Regions from separate parts of the Mus musculus genome. Here all the other regions are linked to region 1. A link is a contact called in public Hi-C, HiChIP or PLAC-seq and promoter capture Hi-C data. All regions are on one chromosome and are shown on one strand. Each heading gives the region's core, a stretch centred on a gene start, on an enhancer-like site or on the middle of the called end of the contact. The rest is flanking DNA. Distances are from core to core; before and after follow the strand shown. Region 1 holds the start of Opn3 (opsin 3). Region 2 overlaps Aim2 (absent in melanoma 2). Region 3 holds the start of Efcab2 (EF-hand calcium binding domain 2). Region 4 holds the start of Cox20 (cytochrome c oxidase assembly protein 20).

The links. Hi-C and Micro-C count contacts between places; a contact is called where the count stands out from the background. HiChIP or PLAC-seq counts read pairs in DNA pulled down with a chosen protein or histone mark. Capture Hi-C pulls out chosen DNA fragments and counts their contacts.
Region 2: a Hi-C map of B cells shows a contact between it and region 1, with 5 read pairs. The contact joins the enhancer-like site here to the promoter of Opn3 in region 1. A contact is called at or near these places in 2 of 39 promoter capture datasets (hippocampal neurons and pre-B cells), 1 of 484 Hi-C or Micro-C datasets (B cells) and 2 of 115 datasets of contacts at active chromatin or transcription factors (astrocytes and embryonic midbrain).
Region 3: a contact with region 1 is called in an H3K27ac HiChIP or PLAC-seq map of extraembryonic endoderm stem cells, with 8 times the contacts expected there. The contact joins the promoter of Efcab2 here to the promoter of Opn3 in region 1. A contact is called at or near these places in 1 of 39 promoter capture datasets (pre-B cells), 1 of 115 datasets of contacts at active chromatin or transcription factors (extraembryonic endoderm stem cells) and 1 of 9 other capture datasets (adipose tissue).
Region 4: a promoter capture Hi-C map of liver shows a contact between it and region 1, with 4 times the contacts expected there. The contact joins the promoter of Cox20 here to the promoter of Opn3 in region 1.

Annotation. Positions count from the first base shown.
Region 1 is chr1:175,690,677-175,697,314 of GRCm38.p6, forward strand. Opn3 (opsin 3) reads right to left here and starts at 1,956. Exons shown (of 4, transcript NM_010098.3): 1 at 1,494-1,956. The coding sequence starts at 1,860. Gm39707 (a long non-coding RNA gene) reads left to right here and starts at 2,370. Exons shown (of 3, transcript XR_865748.2): 1 at 2,370-2,415; 2 at 5,305-5,355; 3 at 5,709-5,982.
Region 2 is chr1:173,437,062-173,443,665 of GRCm38.p6, forward strand. The region is part of intron 2 of Aim2 (absent in melanoma 2); the gene reads left to right. Among named protein-coding and RNA genes, the nearest start is that of Aim2, 20 kb to the left of the region's middle. Within about 2 kb of position 4,435, at least 79 of the 459 cell types and tissues checked have an H3K27ac peak or open chromatin away from gene starts, as enhancers often do. A contact at or near this core is called in B cells and pre-B cells, where this site is marked.
Region 3 is chr1:178,401,498-178,407,847 of GRCm38.p6, forward strand. It overlaps Efcab2 (EF-hand calcium binding domain 2), which reads left to right and starts at 4,521. Exons shown (of 7, transcript NM_026626.3): 1 at 4,521-4,636. The coding sequence starts at 4,606.
Region 4 is chr1:178,314,551-178,320,916 of GRCm38.p6, forward strand. Cox20 (cytochrome c oxidase assembly protein 20) reads left to right here and starts at 4,603. Exons shown (of 4, transcript NM_025511.2): 1 at 4,603-4,658. The coding sequence starts at 4,620. LOC115487370 (a long non-coding RNA gene) reads right to left here and starts at 1,346. Exons shown (of 2, transcript XR_003948789.1): 1 at 843-1,346.

The sequences.
Region 1 (6,638 bases), core at 706-3,205:
AGAAAGGGCAGAGAGGATTCTGGAAGATAGGATTGGCAGAGCAAGCCAGGGAGAGCCAGGGTGGGTGCTGCAGACATAAGAAAACTCAACCCATTCCTTTTTATTCGGTTTCAGATGGAGACACTGAACACCACAGCACAGAAAAGTACTTCACAGAAAGAAAGGACTTTAATGTCTTCAAACAAACACCTGTCGCTACCCCCAGGGCTTTTCTGCAAGCTGTCCTGACACATCACCTTTTTTAAAGATCAATCCGCCTAAATGCCCCCCCACCCCGAAAAACATTTTTAAGGTAACAGAGAGAATAATCATATAGTCAACCCATATTACTACTCGCATCCTCTTACAGACCTTCCTCTAGGTTCAATATTGTTATGTAAAGAAATCCTTAGATCAATGTTTATTAGGGGAAAGCATCAGAATTGTCAATCAGTGAAAAACCATCATGACTCCTAAATTTTGTTTTAAAACTTTAAAAAGGAAATGATGACAAACACCGTGAGATTTGGGTTTGCCACATGTAAGTTGGCAAATAACAATTGTCAAGGATATTACAGAGACGTTTTTCTCTAAGATCTGGCAAGATCAAGTCAATAGTAAATTATCAATGTGTTTTTAAGGTTTGTGAAAGGGACTTTAAGCCTTAAGAAATATCCATTTCTATTTTAAATCGTTATACAAACAAAATCCCTAGGGGACACACACACACACACGTTTTTCCCAGGCTTAGAATACTGGATCAGTCAACCTTCAACCTGTCAATTCTCAATATAAATCTTCAAGAAAGCAACAAGTTCTACTTCAATTAAATGTACTGGCTGCCCTGCTAATTATGAGTTGGACTCCTTTGCGCCATTTGTAACCTCTGGTGTGACAGAACCTATGTACAGGAAATTAAAAAAAAAAAAAAGTCTCATCCCCTAGGAAGCATTCAACTGTTTATAATTGCTAACGAGTGAAAGGGGGTAAAATACTGCGTTATTTAGGATTCTACATGTCATTCTGAGGAACAAATACTAAATTTGTGAATTAAATCTCTCCTTGTTCTCGCCTCCACTGTTCAGGAGTTGACTTTTTTCTTGCATCTCTTGACTCTACAGGGCCTCATTTCTTTCTCCCTCTGTAAAGTCCACTGTGAGCTGCCCTGTTGAGAGCTACAGTAGGAAGTAAAAATAGATGAGGGGAAATAAGATGGCCAGCGGCAGGGAGACTTTGGAAAGTGCTACAGAGGCAGGAGGGGCTGGGGTTGGTGACTGGCTGGGAAGAAGGGTGTGTAAATCCAGGCAAGGAGGGAAACAGAGTTGGGGATGAAGACCAGATGAAAGGGAGAAGGGAGGCGAGGGTTGGGTATCTAAGGGAGGTTCTCGAGGAGAGAGAGGGAGTTGTGGGTGATGACTGGCTATCAGGGACGATCCCGGGGAGGACGGAGGCCCAGAGCTGATGTACCCGGGGGAAAGTTGAGAGGCAAGGAGAACGCGTCCCGGGCGACTCACCAAAGAGGCTGCCGCTAAACCCGTCCCACGCGCAGCCCACGGCGTCCCACACCCAGCCGTTCCGCAGGCACGACGCGAAGGTGAAGGTGACTCCGAACAGGGATACCAGCAGGTCGCCCAGGCTCAGGTTGACCAGGAAGAGGTGGGTGGGCGTGCGCAGTCTCGGGAACTTGGAGTAGAGAAGCAGCACCAGCAGGTTGCCGCCGACGCCCAGCAGCGCGAGGCAGCCGAGTAGCAGCGCCAGGCGCTCGTACGCGGTGGGGCTGAAGAGAGGCGCGGGGCTCCGCGTGCCCGCCGGTGCTGCGCCCTCGGCGCCCGCCCCGTCCTCCCAGTAGCCCTGGTCGCCACTACGGTTCCCCGAGTACATGGCCCGACGCCGGCGCGCCGTGAGAGAGAGGGCTCGGTGAGCCGGGCGGCCCGAACAGGGTGGATCTCACGCTCTGCGGGCCGCTCAGGCCATTGTGCCCGGGAGCCGCGCCAGGCCCGCCCAACCCGCGCGCACCCGAGGCCCCGCCCTTCGGTGCTAGGACCCCGCCCCACCGCATGAAACTCCGCCCTCCTAGCGTTCTTGCTATCCCACCCTCCCGCGTGGGTCCCGAGCCCCACTAGCTAGCACTTGCAGTCCCTCCCACGGGACCTCCCTGGAGGCCACGCCCTTCTACCTTGCGGCCTCATCCATACGGCAGCCGTTTTGGCCCCGCCCTCCTAAGACTCTTCCGCAGTCTGGCCTGCGGCTCCTCCCTCCCGGAATCTCCTGTTACCCCGCCCTCTGACTCACACCCTTGGCCCCGCCCTCCGGCATACAGCTCCGCCTTCTTAGAACCTCTGACCGCGCCTCTGAGCTGTGGCCCCGCCCTACTGCTTTAGCGGCCCGCCCCTTTTCCCCCCTCCCACCTCCCGGGCGCGTTCCCGCCCAGCAGAGGTGAGTTTCAGAGACCAGTGAGCTCTTGCTCTGCTTCCTTCACCCTTAAGCCGAGGTGGAAACCTGAACAGACTGTACAGAAAAAAAGAGAAAGTAAACTCCCTTACGGAGGTAAATTAGCCACAGCGGATCCTCACAGCCCTCAACGGACTCTAAAGCATCTCGTCCATTCACCCGTTAAGTCACTCACCCTAGCATACACTCATTCATAAATATTTATGAACGCCTGCGCTTAACTCAGTTAAGCATGCTGAATGAAATACTCTCTTTCCTGGGAAGCTATAATAACACCCACCCCCACCTCATACACCCAATAGAAAGAAAACAAAACACTGAAATGCCCGAAGTAGAGCGCCAGCGAAATGATCTCATAAACAGGGAACCTGACGTTAAAAACAAACAAACAAACGCAGCAGGCTGAGTCTCAACTACCTTAGAGCTGGAAGATATGTCCCAGCGTTTATGACAGTGTTCTGAGCTGCCACTCTCAGAGCCCCAGAATAAGGAAGGAAATAGCATCAGAGTGACACCCAAGTCACCCTTCCACTGGATCCCAAGCCTTCTCAGTCTGCAGTAGGTACACCTGATACACAATCCAGTCCAAATGCTTCTCTGGAGGTGATCTCTTGAGCAGTGCCCCGCCCCCTAAGGCTTCAATCCAAATCTAGCAGGTATAGAGAGGATATATTTAGAACAGCACGCATTTTCCACTGGACCTTTCCCCAGCAGCAATGCAAATATAGAACAAGTCAAATATAGATTGTGAACGTCACTTCTTTAGGCCTGCTTTCTCTGTCTCCACTGCAGTCCCCAACGACTACCCACGAGAGGAAAATGTCCCGAGCTGCATGCACCTGAAGATGTCATAGGCACTAATGACTGGTTTGTGGAAACTAAATTGGTGTGCACCAGTGTCCACCCCTCCTCCCACTTGTGTTAGACTCAGTGCATCTCAAAAGTCTTCAATAGTCAGCTAAGTGACGAGATAGCTTGATACCCTGCTGCACTGAGCACTTGACTAAGAGGTTGTGTGTGCCAGCTTCAAAATCTTGATCTTATTTTTAAGACTTCTAACCTGAATTCAGCATCTACAAGGCCTTTGACCTCACCTGCCCTGAAAAAAAAATGTTTTTAATTTTGTGGTTTAGATTTATAGGACCATTTAATAAGTTCTTTGTGCCTCTGACGTCTCACTATAGTAGTCTTCCTACAGTAGGATTGCAACGTTAGTGGAAGGAAGAAAGGAAAGAGTCCTGATTTTTTTTTCCTAAAATATTCATTCTTTGGCACACAGTCTTCTTCTCCTAAAGCTTTCTAGAGGTGTTGAGAGAAGACAATGCTGACCAAATTGGTTCATACATGAGATGCCAGATGCTAAGTGCCATAAACAATTATAAGGCAGAGAAAATAGAGGTGTATATGCTAGCAGAATACTCCCTTCCAGGCAGCTAGGACTAGGATCTTAAAGCCTAGACCCACAGGGACACACCTACTCCAACAAGGCCGCACCTCCACTCCCTGGCTCAAGCATATACAAACCATCATAAGAGGAAAGAGAAAATAAATGTGCTGTTACTTAGACAGCTCTGCATTGAACTCTAAACAAGACCTATGTGCCAAGGGAGGACTCTATTTGCCCCTTTGGAGGGAAACGAGGGCACCAGTATAGCAGAATAATAGGAGATGAAGATAGAGAGGTAAGTAGGTGAGCAGCTGTGCTTTGGCCTCTACTGTATCAACATAATAAGGTTGATACAATAGACCTATAAGGTCCAGAACATTGCCTGCGCAAGAGGTGTGAGTGCAATGAATAAAAACAGTAAGAGCCTCTGGGGGAAATGGTTAACATTTTGATAATTGACAATAGTTATTATAATAATCCTGTGAACTGTTAAGGTCTTTTAGTAGAGTTGATACACATAAGCAAGATACTGCATATATGATTTTGTTAATAAAAATGTTTCTTGTACATTTCAAAATTAGGTCTTTATGGGAGTTATGGTTTAAGTGGAAAATTCCCTATGGGTTTGTGTGCTTGAATACTTGGCCCCTGTCTGGTGGCACTGTTATGGGAGCTTATGGAATCTTTGGCATGGAATCATTCCCCCAATAGATCATCTCCAAAGTGACCCAGACAAGCCAAGCAGTGCCTGGTCCTTCAGGCCTGTGTACTGCTAAGAATGCAAGCCCTGGCCACAGGCATCATCAGGTGCTAACATACATTCTTTCCAGGAGAGTTTTTCCTTGGCTTATTCCTGGAGCTGGGTCTGATCATGGTGAACCAGATGTAAAGCAACCTGCTACCCTGCCTTGGTTAGTCGTTGGTTTTGTTTGTTTGTCTGTTTGTCTGTCGGTTGGTTTTGTTGTGTTGTTTTCCCAACCTGACACAAGCTAGAGTTTGTGGGGAAAGCAAAGAACCTCAGTTGAGAAGATGCTCGCACTAGACTGGCCTGCAGGAAAGCCCGTGGAGCATATTTTTGATTAATGGAGGTATATGAGCATCCAGTCCTGGGTTGTATAAGGCAGCAGCCTAAGAAAAACACAACTAGCAAGCCAATAAGCAGTATTCTTCAACGGATTCTACTTCAGTTCCTGCCCTGAGTTCCTGCCCTGGCTTCCTTCAATGATGGACTATGATGTGAAGGTGTAAGATAAACTAAACCCTTTCTTTCCCAAGTTGCTGTTGGTCATGTTTTGGGTTTTTTTTTGGGGGGGGGGGTTCCCTCAACATCCTTCCACCATGTATGGATGAGTAGAAAATGCCCACAGGAGGAATGGACATTTAGCAGCTACTGACGGCTAGAGCTTTGATGATTCCCAATCATCAGAACGATGAGAAAGGAAACACTGATGTTTGTAAATTACTCAGTGGGACGTATTTTATTGCAGCAACAGGAATGGACCAAGACCAATGCAACAGAAGATATAACATCTAATATAGTAAGCGATAACTTCACTTTAACACGTTTATTTTTTTAAAGTTTGTGTGTGTTTGTGTGTGTGCGCTTGCCCACACTCATGTTTGCAAGAGTGCAGGTCCCTGTGGAAGACAGGAGGGGGCTGCTGATGCTGGTTTTTAAGCTACTTCATTGGTTTCTTATACCTCTCCCTCCCTGGCAACCCTTACTCCTTCCAACACCCCAACACTAGGTAGGAGAGAAAGAAGGATAAAGGGGGAAGGAAGCAATGTCTCTTTAGAGCACTTCCTGCTGATTAGGGGCACTGAACTCCTTGGGGGCAAGTCCAATCTTAATAGTCAGGATATCTCTAACTTCTGATCTCTTTTCTCACAGGAACTAGCAGGAGGACTTGTCATGTCCTCTCCTTTAGAGTGCTCGGACACCCCTCTCCTCCCAGGGCTCTGGCATTTATACCCTCTCCAGAGTCCTCAGGATTAAACTCTCCAAAGCTGGCAGAATCACAATCTTGCCAGAGCATACACGAGGCAAATAGTCAGCGGCTGTGGATAATCTGCGGCAGCCCCTACATCCCACACCTGGGGTTGAAACAATGAACAGAACTGGATTTGTAAAGGAAACCAAAACTCTCACTACAGAGGGCCTTGGAGTTCCCTAGAACTGGAATTGCAAACAGTTGGGAGCTGCCTGATGCTGAGTGCGGGTCCTCCAAGCGTACACCTACTTTTAAGTACTGTCTTCCCACTCTCACCAATAATCTCACCAATAATCCTGAAAGCATTCCAATTTCTAACTATTTTGTAAAACTTGTTACTTTTTAGTTTGATTGTGCAAAGCCTAAAGACAGTCCACATACCTGTGTGCGGCTGGTTCTCGTGTGTATCAAGCACGTGCTGACGTCAGGACTCTACGCCAATGCTTTGCTGGAACACCTTTTAACCATTTAGCCTCATGACTTGTTACCTCCCCTGCAGGATTCTGCCAAATATCTTTTTGTTAAGTAATTGTTTATTACACACACACACACACACACACACACCCCACTCCAGTGCACACACCTTTACTCAGTCTTCAGAGCATTTACCACCTTCTGGAATACCATGCACGTGCCTGTTTTCACCATTAGATTGTAAGCTCAACACACCATTCGCTCACTATTCTATCACTACTACCTAAGTACCTGCTAGCATAAGTAGGTGTCTGATAAGTATGCGCTGAATGGATGGATGAGGAAATAGAAGAATTCATGGATGAGGATTGTAGGAAAGATAGTTCCTAGGATGTTGCCAAATAGTATTTGGATGG
Region 2 (6,604 bases), core at 3,185-5,684, 2.3 Mb before region 1:
GCTGAACTCACCCATTCATAGTGGCAGCTGCAGAAGCCCCAGCAGGTCCCCTCAGGCTTGGATGGTTTCCAGTTGTCCATAGTTAGGGCAACCTTTCCATAAGTTAACATTGCCTTCAAGCTGAGTACAGGCAGCAATGTGACCTTGGGCAAGGCAGCTCCCTTTACAGCAGATGATTCTGTTATAAAACTCCGCTGTCTTAGTTGGGAGGAGGAGCAATGGGTTATGGGGTTTGGGTGGTGACAATTTCCAGTGCAGTTACAATAAACAGTTCCTGAACCACAGCCACGTAGAAAAAATAAGGTGGGGTGAATGGAGAGTGGTTTGTGGACATCTTAGAAGGCACGGTAGCAAACGATTGGCATGCCTTTGTGATCATGTGCTTTATGGATTCGGGAGACATGTCCTGGAGTGCCCAATTTTTATGTGGGCTGGTATATACCTTAAAGAGCTTTGTGTTATCCAGAGAAGAAAGTAATGAAATTATGGCAAGGATGAAGAACTTGGGAAACACTGGAAATGGAGCAGGGAAGCCTGGGAGGTTATTAAAGTAAGCTAGCTCAGAGGAGTCTTTTAGTAAGGAAGCTGTTTCTTACCTCTGTGTTTCTGGTTCCATCTTGACTAGAGCTGATTCCATTCACTTTGCTACCAGGAAGTGGTGTGGGGTGATGTGGTTAGGTGTCAGAGTTCGGGCTGTGGTTTCTGCTGGCTCAAGTTCAGGATATTTTTTTGTACATTGTATTAATCATATGATCTTAGGCCATGCACACAACAAACCTAAGCCTCTCTTTACCTATCTTCAAAATGGATATGATATAACTTTGCAGGATTGTTAGGGGTAATCAATCACTTGAAACAATGATTGTAACCATTGAAGTGAGAGGTTCAGAGACGGTGACCTTCCAAGCCAGAAAAAGTCACCCAGACTATGGCAATCATGTATCATGTCCTGTGTAAGAACTCCCAACCAGGAGTTTAAGAAAGAATTTTATGTCAACTTTAAATAAAAGACAAAGCAAGGATAATGACACAAATAAATAAAATATGAGAAGCAGATACATATGTATGTGACTGCCTGTATCCATGTATGCATGTATGTATGCATGTGTGTATACATTTTAGTTATCAACAGAGAGAATAGAGACAGTTGGTATTTGGACATCACAGCTTTATTGACATAAAGTGAGGTGTTGGGTACCAATCTGCAGAAGCACATGTTTTAGAATTTAATTAGAAAATCAGGCTGAAGTTTTTGATACCAGGAATCAATAAACGATAGACTGCATTGGCTGATGGGAATCCTAGTGTGTTAGGTACTTTCATATTTGTGATGTTCAGGTATGCCACATGATTGATAAAACATCCTGGGCAATTCACAGGAGGATACAGGAATCAGATACCAGAGACAAAGATTCTATCTTATGCACACATGCATACATGCGCGCACACACACACACACACATGCATGCACATGCAGATACATATACATATTTGAATGTGCACACTTGCGCATACCATGTTGCTGTGCTTGTCAGGGCCATTTCATTCCTCTGGACCCTCTGTTAGTCTGAGTATATCCCAACGACTCTGTGCTTGTCCTTGTGTCTCCCTGTCCTGTCCTTTTGTCCTTTTGTCCTTTTGTCCTTGTGTCTCCCTGTCCTGTCCTTTTGCCCACCTGAAGCCTCCGTAACTGTCAGTTCTCTGTTTCATCACCAAGTACATTGGCTCTTCTCATAATGTTGTAACATTTCTCCCACCTGACATGATAGGTGAGAGACAAGGAACCGGCAAGCATAAGTAGAAAGTTTCTAATTGTGAAGGAAACTGCAGCAGAAGAACTTGTCTTTTATATACGGAAACGGTATGATGGATTTTTATCATTAAAATCTCATTAGCAAATGATTATTACAAATGTTGGGCTATAAACCAGAAAAGAAAACCTGTTCTTATCCTCATGTATCCTGAAGTTCAGCAAAGGGATGGTCCTTGCATACAGACTGTAATTGCAGAATCAGAGGTCAACTGAGTCCCCTTACTTTCCAACATGTTCCTATGTCACCTCTGACTTCATTTTTCACTGGTGTCCCAAGTATGAGTCACACTAAGCGGACATGGTAAGCAATCCTGGTAAGTTGAGCATGGAATGGCTTTATGGATATTAGTAAAACTCGTGCACTTAACAGTTGTGGGTTGAGGTCTCAGTATATCGCATTCTCTTTGCTCATTGTTAGTTTTTAAAATATGGACTTGTGTAGCCCAAGTTGTCCTTGAAGTTCCTTTGTAGCCAAAGATGGTTTTGAAGTGACCTTGCCACCTCCACCCCTTAAGTGCAGCACCATGGCTGGCTTGATTTTTACATTGTTTATAAACGATATCTGAATATGCCCTATGCTTCTATAGCTTGCCTTTTTATGAAAATAGCAGAAACAACACAAAAATTTCCTAATACTAGTAATAGTGCACAGTGTTTGCTATAATATAATGTTTTATATTTGTCTTAGTATTTTATTGTCTTTCTTAGTCTTTTAACTATATAAACTCTTTCGATGTTCATAATGTTCCCCACCCCCACACCCACCCCCGCCACCAGATACACTCAGGTAGTCTCATGGAGTAGGTACTTCATAAGACCGTGAGACTTAAGGTCATCCAAGCTGATGTTTATTTTCATTTGTTTGATAGGGTGGCAGATATCATGAACTTCTGTGTCTTATGTGACCATGATGGGAAAATCATGGAATCCTGGCTTTGGGCTTGGGCGATGAACTGTAGAGATCAAATGAAGGGGGTGCACAGAATGGCAAGATTTCCAAGGCAGCAGGGTTCAGTACAGGGGGTTGAGGGATGTGAGGAAGGCCTGACCACTGACCTGACGGTCCTAGGCATATGCCCCTGCATGAGAGCAGGGACAGCTCACACTAGAAACAAAGCCTGTGTGCAGGCAGAAGGCAAGGGGAACCTTCCACTTGGTAGCAAAGCTGTATGATCCTGCGGTTTCAGAAGCTTACAGCTTTCTCAAAGGCCAGTATCTCTGCTTTGTTCCTGTCTCTGTTCATCTCTGCTTCAGGACAGTATGGCCCAGCATCCGCCAAGCAACCTAGACTAGAAGTCAGGATACGAGGGGTGAAAATTATAGAAAATATCATAGGAAAATCAGGCAATAGCCACCTGTATGCTTCCTAAATCTTAGTAGAACTTTTAAGATCTGAAACCTTCCACTCGCTGCCTTTATTGAGCTATAATTCACAGATAATGGGTATGCGTTAACAGGACACAATGTAGTATCTTCATGTGTACATATCTTGTGAAATGATAATCATAGAACAAAATTAATCTGTCTGTCTGTCTCTGTCTCTCTGTCTGTCTGTCTCTCTCTCTCTCTCTCTCTGTGTGTGTGTGTATGGTGTATGTGTATGTGTTTGTGTGTTTGCCTACATAGATATCTTTTTACCGTGGGTATAGTGAGAACCTTTGAGATCTGTCTTATTTTCTCAAGTTTCAAATGTATGCTACACTATTGATCCCCATCCTCCTTCTTTATCCTGCCTTCTGGTACCCCCTAGCTTGTGCTTCTGTTCTCTAGTGCTCTGACCTTTCTTTCTCAGTCTCCCTCCCTTGCTCCTCTTTTGCCCAGTGCCATGGCTCCCTGAGTCTCTAGGGGGTGCTTCCACCTCACCTCCCTCCTTAGCCACATCCTCTCCACAGCATCAGTTGCCATCTGCATTCTAATGCAGTTTGCATTATCCAGAGTTCTGACCTTTCATCTAAGCTCCAGGTTCATAAATTCAATTAAATCTCTCTATTTACATATCTCATGAGTACCTCAAATTTAACACTTCTTGCACGCAGCCCACATTCTTATCACCTGCCCTGCCCTGCTCCTCCTCTTCCTGTTTTTCTGTATCAATGACACTTTTTGAATGCTTCCCTGACCCAGCATTTTGGGTTTAGCCTTCAAATCTCTACCTCTTTTAAATAGGTTTTTCTTTTCCTCCTCCTCCTCCTCCTCCTCCTCCTCCTCCTCCTCCTCCTCCTCCTCTTCTTCCTCCTCCTCCTCCTCCTCCTCCTCCCCCTTCTTTTTTGTGTTTTTACTGGGCACATGTCACATTTGGGACTTTCCAGCATCTTACAAATAATTCACATGTAATAGTCCTACCTCCCCAACCCAGAAGTAAGTCCAACTTTCAGCTTCCTTTGCAGTGCAGATGGCTGGAGCAGACAAGGGCTTGCCCTAACGGGTGCTTTCCAGATGAGATTTGAGTCTGACGTCTTTGGTATAAGGACCAGAAACATGGAGGGCATAGCCCTTGCCAATATGGCTCCTTTAGGCGTGATTAGCTTTCAGGCAGCAACTGAAATTGCAATAGGATTGCTGACACCGAGGCAGCATTGGTGCTGAAGTTTTAGCAGTGGCTGTGGAGACAGATCCTGGCATTCTGCAGGTGACAGCAGCAGTGAGCTTCCTCCTTCAGAACAGTTTCACTGTGTGGTTTGATGTGTGGGTGGGGGGAGGGGTGGGGAGCCTTTTTCTGTGAGTTTAGACCAGACTTTGTTCCTTTATCCTTTACTGATCTCTGAGGTTATTATTTTTAAGAAAACAAGACTTTATTAAGCTAGCTGGAGTCAATTCTGTTGTTTGCAGCAAGAATCTTGAGCAATTTGATGTTATTGATCCTTCTGTGGAAGGAAATTTAGGTGTGTTTTGAGCTGTGTAACAGGTTCAGGGAAGGATGGGATGAACAAGAAATAGGAACCATGGGGTTGGAGAATTGTAGGATCCACCATCTAGGGTTTGATTAATCTTCCTGTATCCTTAAAGATGGTTTGTATCAGTGGAACAACAATATGAACTAACCAGTACCCCAGAGCTCTTGACTCTAGCTGCATATGTATCAAAAGATGGCCTAGTCGGCCATCACTGGAAAGAGAGGCCCTTTGGACTTGCAAACTTTATATGCCCCAGTACAGGGGAATGCCAGGGCCAAAAAAATGGGAATGGATGGGTAGGGAAGTGGTGCGGGGGAGGGTATGGGGGACTTTTGGGATAGCATTGGAAATGTAACTGAGGAAAATACGTAATTAAAAAAAAATGGTTTGTATCTTGGGTAAAGAATTATTCCCAGATGTTCTAAAAAGGCAAGGCATAGCAAGAGCAAGAAAATGGGCATCTTAGCAGAATACAATAGGTGCGAACAGAAGTGATGGATGTGTTTCTGAGCAACTGACTACGAGTCTTCATTTCATCCCAGCTCCAGTAACTTAGGCTTTGAGTCAGAGTTACTGTAATGTTCTGTGAGGTAACCTGGGGAAAGGGTAGCCCTTAGTGGTTGAGTAATAAAGTTTAACCTTGTGTCTGAGACAATTATGCACTATGTGGCCATATGTATATTATATATGTGTTATAGATTACATATAATGTATTATGTATAGCACGCACATATAAAATATTATGAAATAACTTCCATTTCACAAAAGTAGGCTTCTACTTCATGGAATTCCTATTTCCTGAGAACCTGACCCTGAGCCAGGCACTGCAGCACACGTAGTGCACATCTTTAATTTTAGTACCTGGAGATGTGACCCCGGTGAATCACCAGGTCAAGGGAAGGTTGGGATACAGAGTAGAAACTGTGTTACAATAAAATTAAGAAGGAATTGATGCGTTCAAGCGCTTTTCCCCCTAATGGATTCTTTCGAAACCAATTTAGCTGGAAGTAATTAATTCTATTTCTAAAGCGTTATTTAATTTATTATGGATCATATTTGGCATTAACGTTATTATGTATGATTCCTGGGGGTGATGGAATGGTAAAGCACTTTAGCGAGAATTAGCAGAGTCCCTTATATTTTAGGCTTAATCCTTGTTTTTATCAAGTCAGTATATTGCTCTGACTTAAAATTCAAATAGTACTGTCAACATTGGGAGAATAGCTCTTTGGGGATGGGAATGGTATTCAGTGACAGAGTGCTGCTGGCCTAGCATGCACAATGTCCATAGTTTAGTCCTCTTGCACTGATCAAAAAAAAAAAAAAAGGTAAAATAAAAGAGTAACTCTCTCTCTCTCATGTGTTACTACTTCAAATCCTACTCACTAGCAGCAGCTATATTAGCCTTTTGGTTTGGGTTTTATGTTTTGAGATAGGATCTCTCCATGAAGCCGTGGCTGGCACAGAACTTACCATGTAGGCCAACCTGAGGCAATTCTTGCCCCATCATTTCTCAAGTGATGAAATGTCAGGTGTGTAGCACAGTGCCTGGACATGTTCAGTCTTTTCTAATGATAATACACTCTTAATCTCCAAGTTTCAACTATGCCATAATCTACCTTCAATTTCCTGCAGTTGAAGCTGAAAATTTAGTTTCCTCACACCTCTCTTTTTCCTATGATTTTTGAGAGTCCTCACATCTCACACGTACAGATGAATCCAAGTTCAGTCATTTCACAATTTCTGATTAATATCCACAGACATCCCACTCTGTATCCCAAACTCCCCCTGACCTGGTGATCTACCTGGCTCACACCTCCAGGTACTAGATTTAAAGATGTGCACTGTGGGGCCATGAGTGTCGGGGAAAGAGGTGAGTGGGAGAGAACCCGCGTCC
Region 3 (6,350 bases), core at 3,271-5,770, 2.7 Mb after region 1:
CTTAGGAATCTTGACAGGGTCTCACATAGCCCAGGCTGGCCTTGAATTTCAGGAATGATGGCGGTGAACTCCTCACTGCTCTGCCTTTACCTCCTTAGTGCTCAGACACTACCGCACCTGCGTTATGAGACCCTAGGGATCGAATTCAGAGCTTTGTCCATGCTACAGGGGCAGTCTACCAGCTTTGCTACATCTCCAGCCTGGAAAGAACGACCTTTAACATATAGCTCCACCAGGAATCCAATCCTTATTGTGCTGACTTGAGTATGTGGTTCTGGGTGCAAACCCAGTATTTTGGCACGTTTAGCATTTGGAATATATGCTCCTGAGTGATACCCCTAGCCTTCTCAGACATCATCTGATAAGACTTTGCCTTTGAGATCACAGAATCAGGATATTGACTATTTGTAGGGGTGGTGTGAACATTCTTGGTATTAATCACACAAGGAAGGGATTAGTGCCCACAATGAGGAAGCTGGGATTAGATCAGGGTAGTAGGTGCCCTTTTCTCATTGTCCTTTGTGTGGAGGTCACATCTGCTTAGTGAGGCTGGATTATGGCAAAGTAGGAACCAAGAAGGGCCAGATGAAAGATGTCAAGCTGTATTAAATAAGATAGACTGCATGCCAGGGCCGTGATGAGATGGGTCGCACGCCTGGCATATAGGCAGCAGGTTGTAGCAGTGATAAGCACTGTGGTTAGCCCATCCCCTGTGTGTTTTCGAAACACTGGGGGAGTAGACGCTTTTGAGTGGAAGATGAATCTCAAGAGGGAGATGGGGTTTGATCTTCCCATGTTCCTTCATATATGAAATCCACTTAAAACGGTGGATTTCCTAGCAAACTTATTAAAACTTTTCAAAGGTTTCTACTGTAGTTGACGTTTTACTGCTGTGAAGAGACACCATGACTACAATAACTAATTCAAAGGAAAACATTTAATTGGGGCTGGCTTACAGGTTCAGAGGTTTAGTCCATTATCTTCATGGCGGGAACCATGGTTGCCTGAAGGCAGACATGGTTCTGGAGAGGTAGCTGAGAATTCTACATCCAGATTGGCAGGCAGCAGGAAAAGAGAGACACTGAGCCTTGTTGAGCATTTGAAACCCTAAAGCAGACCCCCAGTGAAACACTTCCTTCAATGAGGTGATACCTTCTAATGTCTGTCATCTAGCAACCACTCCCTAATGGCCAAACACCCAAGTATACGAGCCTGCCTACGGGGACCATTGCTGTTCAAACCAATGCATTGTTGGTCTCAAGTCTTCGCTGATCTTCACTTCATTGTGAGAGGTATGGCAGAAAACCTCTCCTAGTGTCTCTGTTGGTCCTGGTCACTCCCGTTGCCAATTTGGAGGAGGCCTGGCTATGTCTGCTAGGCAGTGCCGTCACTGCTGGTTTACTGCCGGTGTATCTGTGAAGTGTTCTCGAGTGGATAGAGCTACAACTGCTGACTCCTGAGAACCGAACTGCTGATTTCCTGACAACGCAGCTGAGATTTGCTCCAAAGAACAATTCTGTTTAGGTCCACTTCCCCGTATCCTAATAACCTTTCTTTCCCACTACCTCTGATGGGTGGTGGGCTAGAAGGGAGGTTAAAGTATTTAAGAATCCATATTAAAAGTAGATTTGAAAAAAAAATAAGCGTACATTAACCAAGTTGGAAAATTAAATACTTAAAATAGGCTCCAGTGAGGCTAGGTACTGTAAATATGGGTAAGTTGTGTCTCTTGTCTTCAAAGTTGGAGAGGGAGTAGTTTTTTTGTTTTTTTGTTTTTTTGAGATAGGGTTTTTCTGTGTAGCCTTGGCTGTCCTGGAACTCACTCTGTAGAGCAGGCTGGCCTTGAACTCAAAAATCTGCCTGCCTCTGCCTCTCAAGTGCTGGAATTAAAGGCATGCACCACCACTGCCTGGTCTTTCTTTCTTTTTTACTACCTGCCCTGCAGTATTTTTTTTTTTTTAATTTGGCTTTTTGTTATAGGGTCTTAGACTATTGCGCAGGCAGACCTTGAACTTTCAGAAATCTTCATCCCAGCCTCCCAATGCTGTGACTATAGGTGTGAATGCTAAACCTAGATCAACAGTGTATTAACTACCTAAGGTCCAAGCCTTTTGGTTGTAGTTTCTTTTTATTGGTGCTGGGGATTGGACCTAGGCTTTTATGAATGGTAAGCATGTACCTTTTACAGTTGAGTAAAATCTCCATCATCATGCTGACCTTGAACTCACTGCTGTATGAGGGTGACCTTGAACTCCTGATCCTCCTGCCTCCATCTCCCAACTTCCTCACCTGATTTGATGGTATTGTTTTAAATTTTCAAGAAGAACTCAAAGGAGTACAAACTAATATGATTTAGAATAACTAAAATGAAATACTTTATTAGTTTAGTAGAATGTACAAAATGTTAGGAGGGGAGTTACAGAGAAATTTGCTTAACTTTTAAATGTTAACTAGGTCTATGAACAAATGCTTATGTAAGGATTCCATTTTTTTACCATGTGCTGCCAATACTTTTATTGATACAAAAATATAAAGCAAGAGGAAAATCTGTCTTACAGTAAGTTCATTGAATCTGAGTGGCTTGGAAAAGTCATTGAGAACACTAGCTTGTTTTCATTTTTAAGACCTATATTATTTCAGATTAGATGTCAGTGTGTGCACCTGAAGTTCTAGAAACTCATGAAGGCTGAACAGAAGCATCACTTGAGCCCAGGAATTTAAGACCAGTCTGAGCACCTAAAGAGAATCCTTCCTCATACAAAACACTAAAGCAAAGACACAAACTACAAGCTACAGGTGCGTGCGCACACACGCACACACACACACACATCTCTCACACACAATTCCAGTCAGAATGTCCCAGTGTATAGAACAACGTTACTGGCTGGAAATGTATGTGGTAGAAACAAGTAAATAAAATAAAAGCACTATAAACATTTTGAAAACTTTGCCTATGGGACCATTGAAGAGGAGGTAAAGATAAGGGGCAGGCAATGCTCAGGGTCACCTTCCATCAGGAAGGGACAGTTCTCTTCCTTCCCATACTTGCTACAAAGTCCTTCATCTTCAGGGAGAGTAAGGGGAACACACAGAATGTAAATATTAATATAAAATAAATAAAATATTAATATAAAATAAATAAAATATTAATATAAATTACTCTTCCATATTTTGGGGTGATTAATTTACTGTATGCTTGAGTTCATCTTGGAAGTCTTTCTTTTCTTTCTTTTCCTTTCTTTCTTTCTCTTTCTTTTTGTTTTATTGTTTTGTTTTTGTTTTTGTTTTTGTTTTTTTGAGACAGGGTTTCTCTGTGTAGCCCTGGCTGTCCTGGAACTCACTCTGTAGACCAGGCTGGCCTCGAACTCAGAAATCTGCCTGCCTCTGCCTCCTGAGTGCTGGGGAAATTTGCTTGATATGCACCATTTTCTGATTATTCAAATTGTAGTTAGACACTTCATCAAATCTTTATTGCCTATAGAAAAAAATATTTTAATGAAGAGTACAGTTGGCCTGCTTTGAGGGTTCATTCACTGAGATTACAGAACTTCGATGAATAAAAACTAATAATAAAAAATAAAATACTGAGATGTAAAGTGAATAAATAACTATATTAAAGAAAAATCAAGACAAAACAAAGGCCTCTACATTTAGTTACTTTTACAAAAATATTTAAATAAGTACACATATACCATGAAATTATCATTAAAGATTAAAACTAGATATTAATTTGAGTCACATTGTTAGACATTTCAAAACTGTTGGGTTTTTTTTGTTTGTTTGTTTGTTTGTTTGTTTTGGGGGGGTTTCATTTAAGGGAGAATCTTAGTATTCTGAGCTTATCCATCAAATAACAAAACACGCGATAGCCAAGTTTCTCAGTACTCAAAATTCTCATCGGAAGGTCATGCCAAATTGCACCATCAACATACAAAATGTGTGTATCCCTGAGAACAGACCGTCAATTTATTTGTTGCTATGAGAACACTATTTTGTATCAGAAATTGCAGCCTTGGCGACGCAGTGTTTGCGCCTATTTTGCACATGTTTTTCTACAGCAAGTCCTCTCTCTCTCTCTCTCTCTCTCTCTCTCTCTCTCTCTCTCTCTCTCTCTCTGCGATCCCGGGGAAAGGCTGGGCTTCCTCCTGCACTGGCCCATGTCCGTTTTCGCTCCAGTTCCGTGACTGGCAGAGTGGCTCCGCTCAGGAGAGGGTGACGCCAGAGAGCCACAAGGCCTGGCTCGGGTGGGGTTGGGGTGGGCGGACGCTTTTCGGGGAGGGACCGTGTAAGGGGCCGCCAGGTCTGCGCCCGGTTCTGGGGCGCACCTGAGACGGCCGGGAAAAAAAAAAGCTGAATAAAATAAGTAATTAAAGAAATGAATAAAGAAATAAGCAAGGCACACTACGTCCTTGACAGTCACAATCAGGCCCAGGCGGGTTCCGGAGCCTTGTTAATAAATGACGCCCCTAGGCCCAAAGAACGCGGGCCTCGGTTCTGGTGGGGGCGGGGATCGGGGGGCCACCGTGCATCCAGGGGCTTTCTCCGCCCGCGGGGTCCCGCAGGGTTCGTGCTGGATGTCTCCCGGGCGACCGGCTCCGCACCAAGATGGCGGAGGAAAGGGACGCGGAAGGGACAGGTAGGACCCTGCCTGGGGTGCCACGACGTCGCCTCTGCGCCTGAGGAAGCGCCCCCCGGCCAACATCTTGAGCCCCTCGGCGTGGCGACAGTGGGCTGAAAAGCGGCGCCAGCCCGCGTCCCCACCGTCCGCCCTCCCGTCCCCTCGAGAGGTCTGCGCGGGCTGTTGTAGCCCCCGCCGGGGAGGTTCATAATGGCGTCCTTGTCCCTGGCACCTCCCCTCCCCGTGAGGGCGCCAGCCGCGGTCTGGGTGGGCTGTGGGTAACCCGGAGGGCGGCCTCATGGAGGACTGGAGCTGCGACTAGAACCTGGCGGGATCCTCTGCGGCTGTGCCGAAACCCCGCCCAGCCCGGCCCAACCCGGCCCCAGCCGCCTCCATTTTGCCTCCTCCTCCGCCAGGCGGAGCGCAGCCTCCAGGTCAGACTGGGCCCTAGCGGCCCGGGTCGCGCTAGAGCCTTGCATAAGGAACACGCACTTTAATCACTTTAAAGAAAACCCAGCCGGGACTTGTCGGGCCGCCCAGACCGGCCGGGTACCCGAGAGGCCTCAGGGGACCCGAAAAACTAATGTTTCATGTTGAACTGCAAGACCTTTTGAATTGTTGCTAACCCAGCCGAATGACTTAAAATCGGATCTGTGACTCAACAGCCATTACGTGATAAATTGACAACATCACCGCTAAATAAATAGTCAAGCAAGCCCTAAAATAGTAAATGGCAAACATTGCAAAAAAAGTGAAAGTAACACTCCATCTTTGCTGACTCTCTCCCCTCCCTCTTGTATTCCCCCACCCCCACCCCCACCCTCTGGTTTGGAACACAGTAGTTAGGTTAACAACTAATATTTACACGAGTTGTTTAGTCCATTGTCATGGTGATTACAGGAACCCAGCAGGGAAACTTGAGACCCTAGATTTTTTTTTTTTTTTTTTTTTTGGTTTTGGCTGTCCTGGAACTCACTTTGTAGACCTGGCTGGCCTCGAACTCAGAAATCCGCCTGCTTCTGCCTCCGGAGTGCTGGGATTAAAGGCGTGCGCCACCACTCCTGGCAGCTAGAGATCTTATTGATGACCTGTGATTTATAGATGGTAAAATTAATCTCAGAAGTCGGCATTGTAGTATAGAGTTTTAACTCTACTAAGGTATCAAGATTTTTGTGGTGCTATTTTAGAAATGGAAGGTTTTATTCTACTTTTTTGTTGTTGTTTTTACAAAGAATATGAAGTTAGAGGGCAGGGAGTGTCGGTGAGGTGTTGGGGGAAGGGAAAGAATATGATCAAAATATGTTGTATAAAAAATGTTTTAGGTGAGTCGGGGGTGGTGGTGCACACCTTTAATCCCAGCACTTGGGAGGCAGAGGCAGGCAGATTTCTGAGTTCGAGGCCAGCCTGGTCCTACAAAGTAAGTTCCAGGACAACAAGGGCTACACAGAGAAACCCTGTCTCAAAAAAAAAAAAAAAAAAAAGTTTTAGGTAAAAAAAAAAAAAAAGCTTCCCCAGAAAGTATTTTTTTTTTTTTAGTTATACTTTTATTACCCCCCTCAAAAAAAGTAAAGGAGAAAATCATTAGGGGATGAATTATTTTTTAAATTAATTTACCTTATGTGTATTGGTGTATTGCCTTTGTGTATGTCCTTGTGAGGGTGTCGGATCCCCCAGAACTGGAGTTGCAGATGGTTGTGAGCTGCCATGTGTGTTCTGGGAATTGATCCAGGAT
Region 4 (6,366 bases), core at 3,353-5,852, 2.6 Mb after region 1:
CCCTTTTTTCAAAAGAACTGTGAGAGAATATATTGGCAGGTGTGACTCTACAGGAAAAGTTAAATATTTGATAACCGAAAATTCCATAAGCACGATTGCCAAAGCAACTGGATTAGAAGAAAACTGTTCTACAGAGTTAGAAAGAGAAGCTGTGAATTAAGAAAATAATCATAACTACTATTCATTTTTGTGGTATTGAGGATGCAACCCAAGACATCACTCATGCTAAGCAAGGCTCTACCTAGCACTAAGCAGCCCATTTTATTTAGGCACATGAAAGCTTACTGTTGAAGTTGAGTCTTATGAAAGGAATAAGTGGGGGTGGCGAAGCAGCTCAACAGCTTGTTGCCCAAAGACCTAGATTCAATTCCTACAGTCCACAGAGCAGAATTGTAGTAGGCTACAGAGCTATAGTTACAACAGCTCATCAAAATATTCTTTTTTTTTAAATGTTAGCATATAATTAACCTCCAGCATGGCTTTTAAGGCACCAGAACCCAGGCACCTCCAACAGCCTTAATCTTCTTTTCAGCTCTTCTGCTGAAGGATTTGGCCTTCTCGATGACAGGTTGCTTGGGGAGCTATCCGAGCCCAGAACTTTGTAGTAACTTGATCGAACATCAATGATGGGAGCAGCTCCAGTCTTATTTTTTGCTACATTGACCCGCATCTGCTCGCTGACCAACGTCCACAATTTATCTAGGTTGACAGTTGGGCAGGAGCTCTGGTGCCTCATACCAACTTTCCCAAAGTAACCTGGATGATATTTGTCAAGTTGATCCTGTGGTGATGCATGCCTCCAGCCTCCCCACAGCCTCCTGGGTGCTTGCAGCGGTGCTTACCTATGCTCACATGGCCACAGCTCACGTGACCCTGGAGTTTCCGGGTCTTCCTCAGTCTGGATGGCATGGCGTGGCAGAAAGGGAAAAGGGACAAAATATTCTTAAGAATACTTTTAAGTGCTAAATTATCTTGGATAAAACTGGTCTCTGGACTAGTCCCAAATTCCTGTATAATGGGGCTGTGAGCTAAATGTTACCTGCCTGACCATAAACTGTTACCTCTCTACTTCTGTAAGCAATACTCGATTTCTGTATATGTCACAATTGCATTTTTTCCCCCTTAAAAAATAAAAATCATGGGGCTGGTGAGATGGCTCAGTGGGTAAGAGCACCTGACTGCTCTTCCGAAGCTCTGGAGTTCAAATCCCAGCAACCACATGGTGGCTCACAACCATCCGTAATGAGATCTGACTCCCTCTTCTGGAGTGTCACAGTGTACTTACATATAATAAATAAATAAATCTTTAAAAAAATAATAAATAAAAATAAAAATCACGCCAGGCAGTGGTAGCACACGCCTTTAATCCCAGCACTTGGGAGGCAGAGACAGGCGGATTTCTGAGTTCAAGGCCAGCCTGCTCTACAGAGTGAGTTCCAGGACAGCCAGGGCTACACTAAGAAACCCTGTCTCAAAAAACCAAAAAAAAAAAAAAAAAAAAATTAAAAAAAAAAAATCAAGCCAACTGGAGTTCCACAATACTTCCCAATAATTCGCTTGGAGCAGTCCTGCCCAAGGTTAAATAAAGACTCCATTCAAGTTATTCAGGTCTTGGGCTGTTCTCTTCAGATACCCTATAACAGGACAGAAGGGCCCTTGCAAGTTATCTTCTCATCTCCACACCTAAACTGTAGAACACACCCACACACTTAAAGGTAATAAAAAGATTAAAGCACAAAGTAGCACTTGAAAGAGTACTCAATTATTCTGGTAATAGGGAAGTTTAAATTCTTCCATCAGATCCAGAAACTATCAAACATTACAAAAGGTGATTCTAAAAATCAGTGAGGAAAGTCACTCTCATGCTTATTCATGGGAATCACAAGGGCAACATTTTTGAGAGGACAACAGCAGGACCTAACAACGTGTCCAAGGCTTTTGAGCCAGCTTCCTCATCTTGAAATGTGTTCTACAGAAAATCTTTAGCGTGTGCTCAAAGATGTTTGCTGACGTTTTTTTGGGTTTGGATTAGTAGAAAAATGTGCAGCTTTCTAAAGAAACGTCATTCAGCAGCAAAAAGCTTAAGGGGACACTGTGCAGCCATTGAAGGGAGTAGACCTCCAGGTGCTTACAGACACACACACACAGGTCAAGAATAACCAAAGGTAGAAAACAGTGCCGCTGGTGCAGCAGGCCCACTTCGGTCATATCAGGTTAATGTAAAAAAGATGTTTATAGGAGATTGGAGGCTTTAGTTTTTACTCCATGTATCCATGTATTCTGGTAGGTTTTAAAATTTTTTTGTGCATATATTAACAGTTCTGGGTATCAAATCAAAAACAAGGCCTTGGGTACTCTTTACCCACTGAGCTATACCTTCAAACCCTCCATTGTTATTATCAGTTTTTTGTGAGACAGAGCCTCACTTTGTAGCTGGCCTTGAAGTCACAAGAAACCTACTCTTTCAACCAGAATGCTGGGCTTTTAGGTCAGAGCCAACACATCTGCATCTAATGTTATTTTAAATGACTCCAAAATGTATTTGCATAATAATTTTAATTAAGAGAAGGAAAACAGATTGGAAGAACACAACAGTTAACTCCTTTGTTAACTATAGTTCCTATGAGGGGGAAACCACACAACCACTCACCCCAATCCTTAGTTAAAAATTCTACAAGGCTGATTCTACTGTGACAGGAGAGACCTGGAATGCTGCAAGCCTGGAGCTAAATTATCTTAGGCTATCCTTGGCCTCCTTAATAGCCATTCATTGCCCACTTCTATGTATAGCTTAGCATCTATCCTTGTGACTGTCCTTCTGGAATGTATAAACAGAACACTAACTTCCACCAATCCCAAAGACTGAGAATGTCATCAGATGAAATCTAAGGCCAATAGCCAGAGACATTCCATAAACTGAAGTGTCTTATCTCTTTTGTTACCATATAAAACTCATAAGACTGTAACACTTTTATGTTGAATATGGTTTGGGGGCAGTTTGAATCCTGTCCTTGGGTCATGATCATTTACATTTTACTACAGAATAAACTCTATTCTCTTCAAAGTCGTTTTCTTTCATCCACACCTTCAGGGAGAAGGAGAAGGGTGAGCTTGTTACTTTTCATTATTAACTGTTAAAAGACAAAACTGAAAAATATTCTATTTTCGTTAAATTAAGAAACTTTATCGAATCCATGACATTTTTCAAACAAGTGAAATGGACTCCAACTCAGTATACTCTAGCAACGTCTCAGTCACAAGTAAAACGGTAACGCCATTTCCTCGGTATTTTTCCCGTTACGTCCTTTATACCGCAATTAGGAATGCAAAAGAATTCCTCTCTCCTTTATGGAATATTACAACCTTAAATATTACCTTCCAGACAAAAATTCAAAGCCTGGCTAGCCAAGAATTTCAGTAGAGTATCCCAAACTGTCAAGATAACAGTTCCTTTTCTAGTCCTAGTAATATTAGAGCATTATACACTTTGTAACTGTTCAGCTTCCTTAAAAACAAAAAACAACTTACTACGCATAAAGAGAAATATAAATCACTTTTACCCCCTGGGATTGGCGAAAAGCAGTTAATGAGCATGAAGAATAAGACAGTAAGCAGTCCGCATGGTAATTAAGATGAGACCCTCCCAGCTAACACTGACGGGCAAGTAGCGTGCAGCACGTTACATGAAAGGCGGCATGACTCTGCACAATGACAGGCCGGGACATTTTCCGGGGAAGGGCCGTTTGGAACGGAAGAGGCCAAATCGGGAAATAGGTAAACAAAGAAAGGCAAAAGGCCGGGGCCAGGACATTAACCCGAAAACGGAGTCGCCATCGCCTGCTGAACTGGCTGACACTTGGACCCAAACGACCCACGGTCTGGGTTTCTACCCGCTATGTCACCGTCGCGTCACCCACGGCCTCCCTCCCGAAGGAAGGCACTTGCCGCCTGACGCATGCCCCCTAGGTAGCGGCCGCCTCCATTTTGTCCTGAGTCTCCTCCACGCGAGCGGCGCGCTATTTTTAACCTAAATCTGCGGGCCGGAGGGGGAGGGGCGTGGGCCTGGCGGGCGCTGGAAGGCCGCCGCGAGGGACCGAGGCGGGGGTGCGGGAGGTTGTCAAGGTCACCAAAGCTAGGACAAAGGACAAGCTGGGAACGAGGCCCGCGGAAACAGCGCCAGGCGACTTCCGGCAGTGCGGGGGCCGTCAAACCCGGACTCCCGCCCTCTAAGAGGACAAAGCGGCGCGCGACGCGCGGCCCCGGCTCCGCCCTCAGCGCCCAGCACGGGGACGCGCACAACGGTTGAAATGGCGGTTAAGGCGGAGGAGGGGCTGAGGGAAGCGAGTTTCTCGGTGCTCCTTGACTCGGGCCACCCTGCCTGCGAGACAGGAACCGGTGGCGCTTCTCTAGGTTGCCACCACTCGCGTTCCTCATGGTCGGTTGCGGGTTGGAAAACAGTGTGGCCGGTTCCATGGAACAAAGGAGTGTGCCAGGGCGGGCTTCCGGACAGCCCCAGGAACGCTCCCTAAGATGGCCGCCGCCGCGCGGGGATGGGGTGGGCGGAGCCCGTGTTGCTCCCGTCGCGGGCCTGGGCGGGGCGATGGAGAGGACTGGTGCCCATGGCGGCCGCCCCGGAGCCCCACGAGACGGAGAAAAAGGTAATGTTCGCCATGGGGCAAGGGGGGGTGGGGGGAGGTGTGCAGTGCGCAGGCCGCGACCCGGTTTCCTAGACCCATCCCATAGCCGCGAGGTATATCAGCGATCTAGTCCTCATATCCCGGATATATCTAAATTGCCAGTTAAACTAGTGAAGAGCAGGCCTGCAGGGTCAGAAAACGGAGACTAATCCAAAACTAGCATTGGATTTGGTAGAAAGGGCTAATAAAGGGGAAATGAAAACTCTGGAGAGCTGGGCGTGATGGTGCATGCCAGTAATCTCCACTTTGAGGGCTGAGGCAGGGGTGAGTTCTGGGCCAGCAAGTGAATCAGTCCTTTTCCTTGCACAACACAGGAGCGCACACTCACAGGTAAGGTATAGATTTGTTAGTTCAATGTGAGAACTGCAGTTTGACCTCTTATTAAAAAAGACGAAATCTCCACTCTGCATGAAGCCGACATCCTACTGGGGTAACGGGACAGTCGAATTTCATCCATTTAAGCCAGCCGGGATAAAACTGCAGTTTGGCCATGAACTGCTAGGCCTGATAGAATGGCTACAGGAAGGTGTCCCAAGTGGAGACTAATTAAGCCATGGTCAAGTGTCTAAAGATGTCTTTTGTTAAACAACTAAAACACTACCTATCAAATGAAAACTTGCTAGCACAAGTAAGGTCAAATGTAGTGTTTGCTTCATAGCTCATCTAGACTTGCTGAAATTGAACAGTGGGTTTGACAAAAAGACTCTGCTCTGAAAAATAAAGCCATGAAGGCTTGGGATGGGCACACCTTTTAACCAGGCACTTAGGAGGCAGTGAGTTCCAGGATAGCCAGGGCTACAAAGTAAACCTAAAACCTGTCTCAGAAAAGATTTTGGAAGCAAGAGAAACTACTTGAAAATACTTTGATACTTTGGTCGGTTTGCAAAACCGACTAAGACCAAATAAGCAGATGAATAGTCTCACAAACAGGGAGTCGAATAAATGGTATTCAGCTGATAACAGGTCACAAATGTTAAATCCGTAAAAGGAGGGGACACTGCTACTGGAACGTTGCTACTGCCAAATCCCCAGGCCAGTGGAACAGCAAGCCAATTACTGTAAATGTTTTCTCAAGATTCCCGGTGAGATGGAATCTAAGTGTATCTTTGCCTAAACAGTGGCCATGAGCGTGTGGGTACTCAAGTAAAATCAGGAGCATCTAGTTAATATAGTCTTGCAAGGCAACAGAAAAATGGTAGTATTAGGACTTAAGATGTGGAAGCAAGCGCAATCCTCAGAAGGTAAAGGTGCTTATTTACCACCTCTGTTCAAGTCTCTGGAGCTCTTGTGGCAGCCCAAGTCAGACACCCACAGATATAACTTACAGAATTTAAAATCCTTTCAAATTTAAAATCCTTTCAAATGAAAGGATTACAAAGCAGTCCTTTGGGGGGGGAGACTGGTTGAGTACAATACAAAACTGGCTTTTAGGACCACTGATGAGCTTGCCACAGGAAGCTTGAAAGATTTAATGCCAACCAGGTCTCCTTTTGCAATGACACACTTAATGGAAAAGGATGGACAGTCAACTTGAATCCTAGTTTTCTCTTGAACTGGAGTTATGAAACCACCATGTAGGTGATAGGATAAGCAAGGAATCTCTCACAAGAAACCCAATTTTAAGCTATCTGAACTAGGCAAGAATACAGGTGGTAGGTACATAGGTACA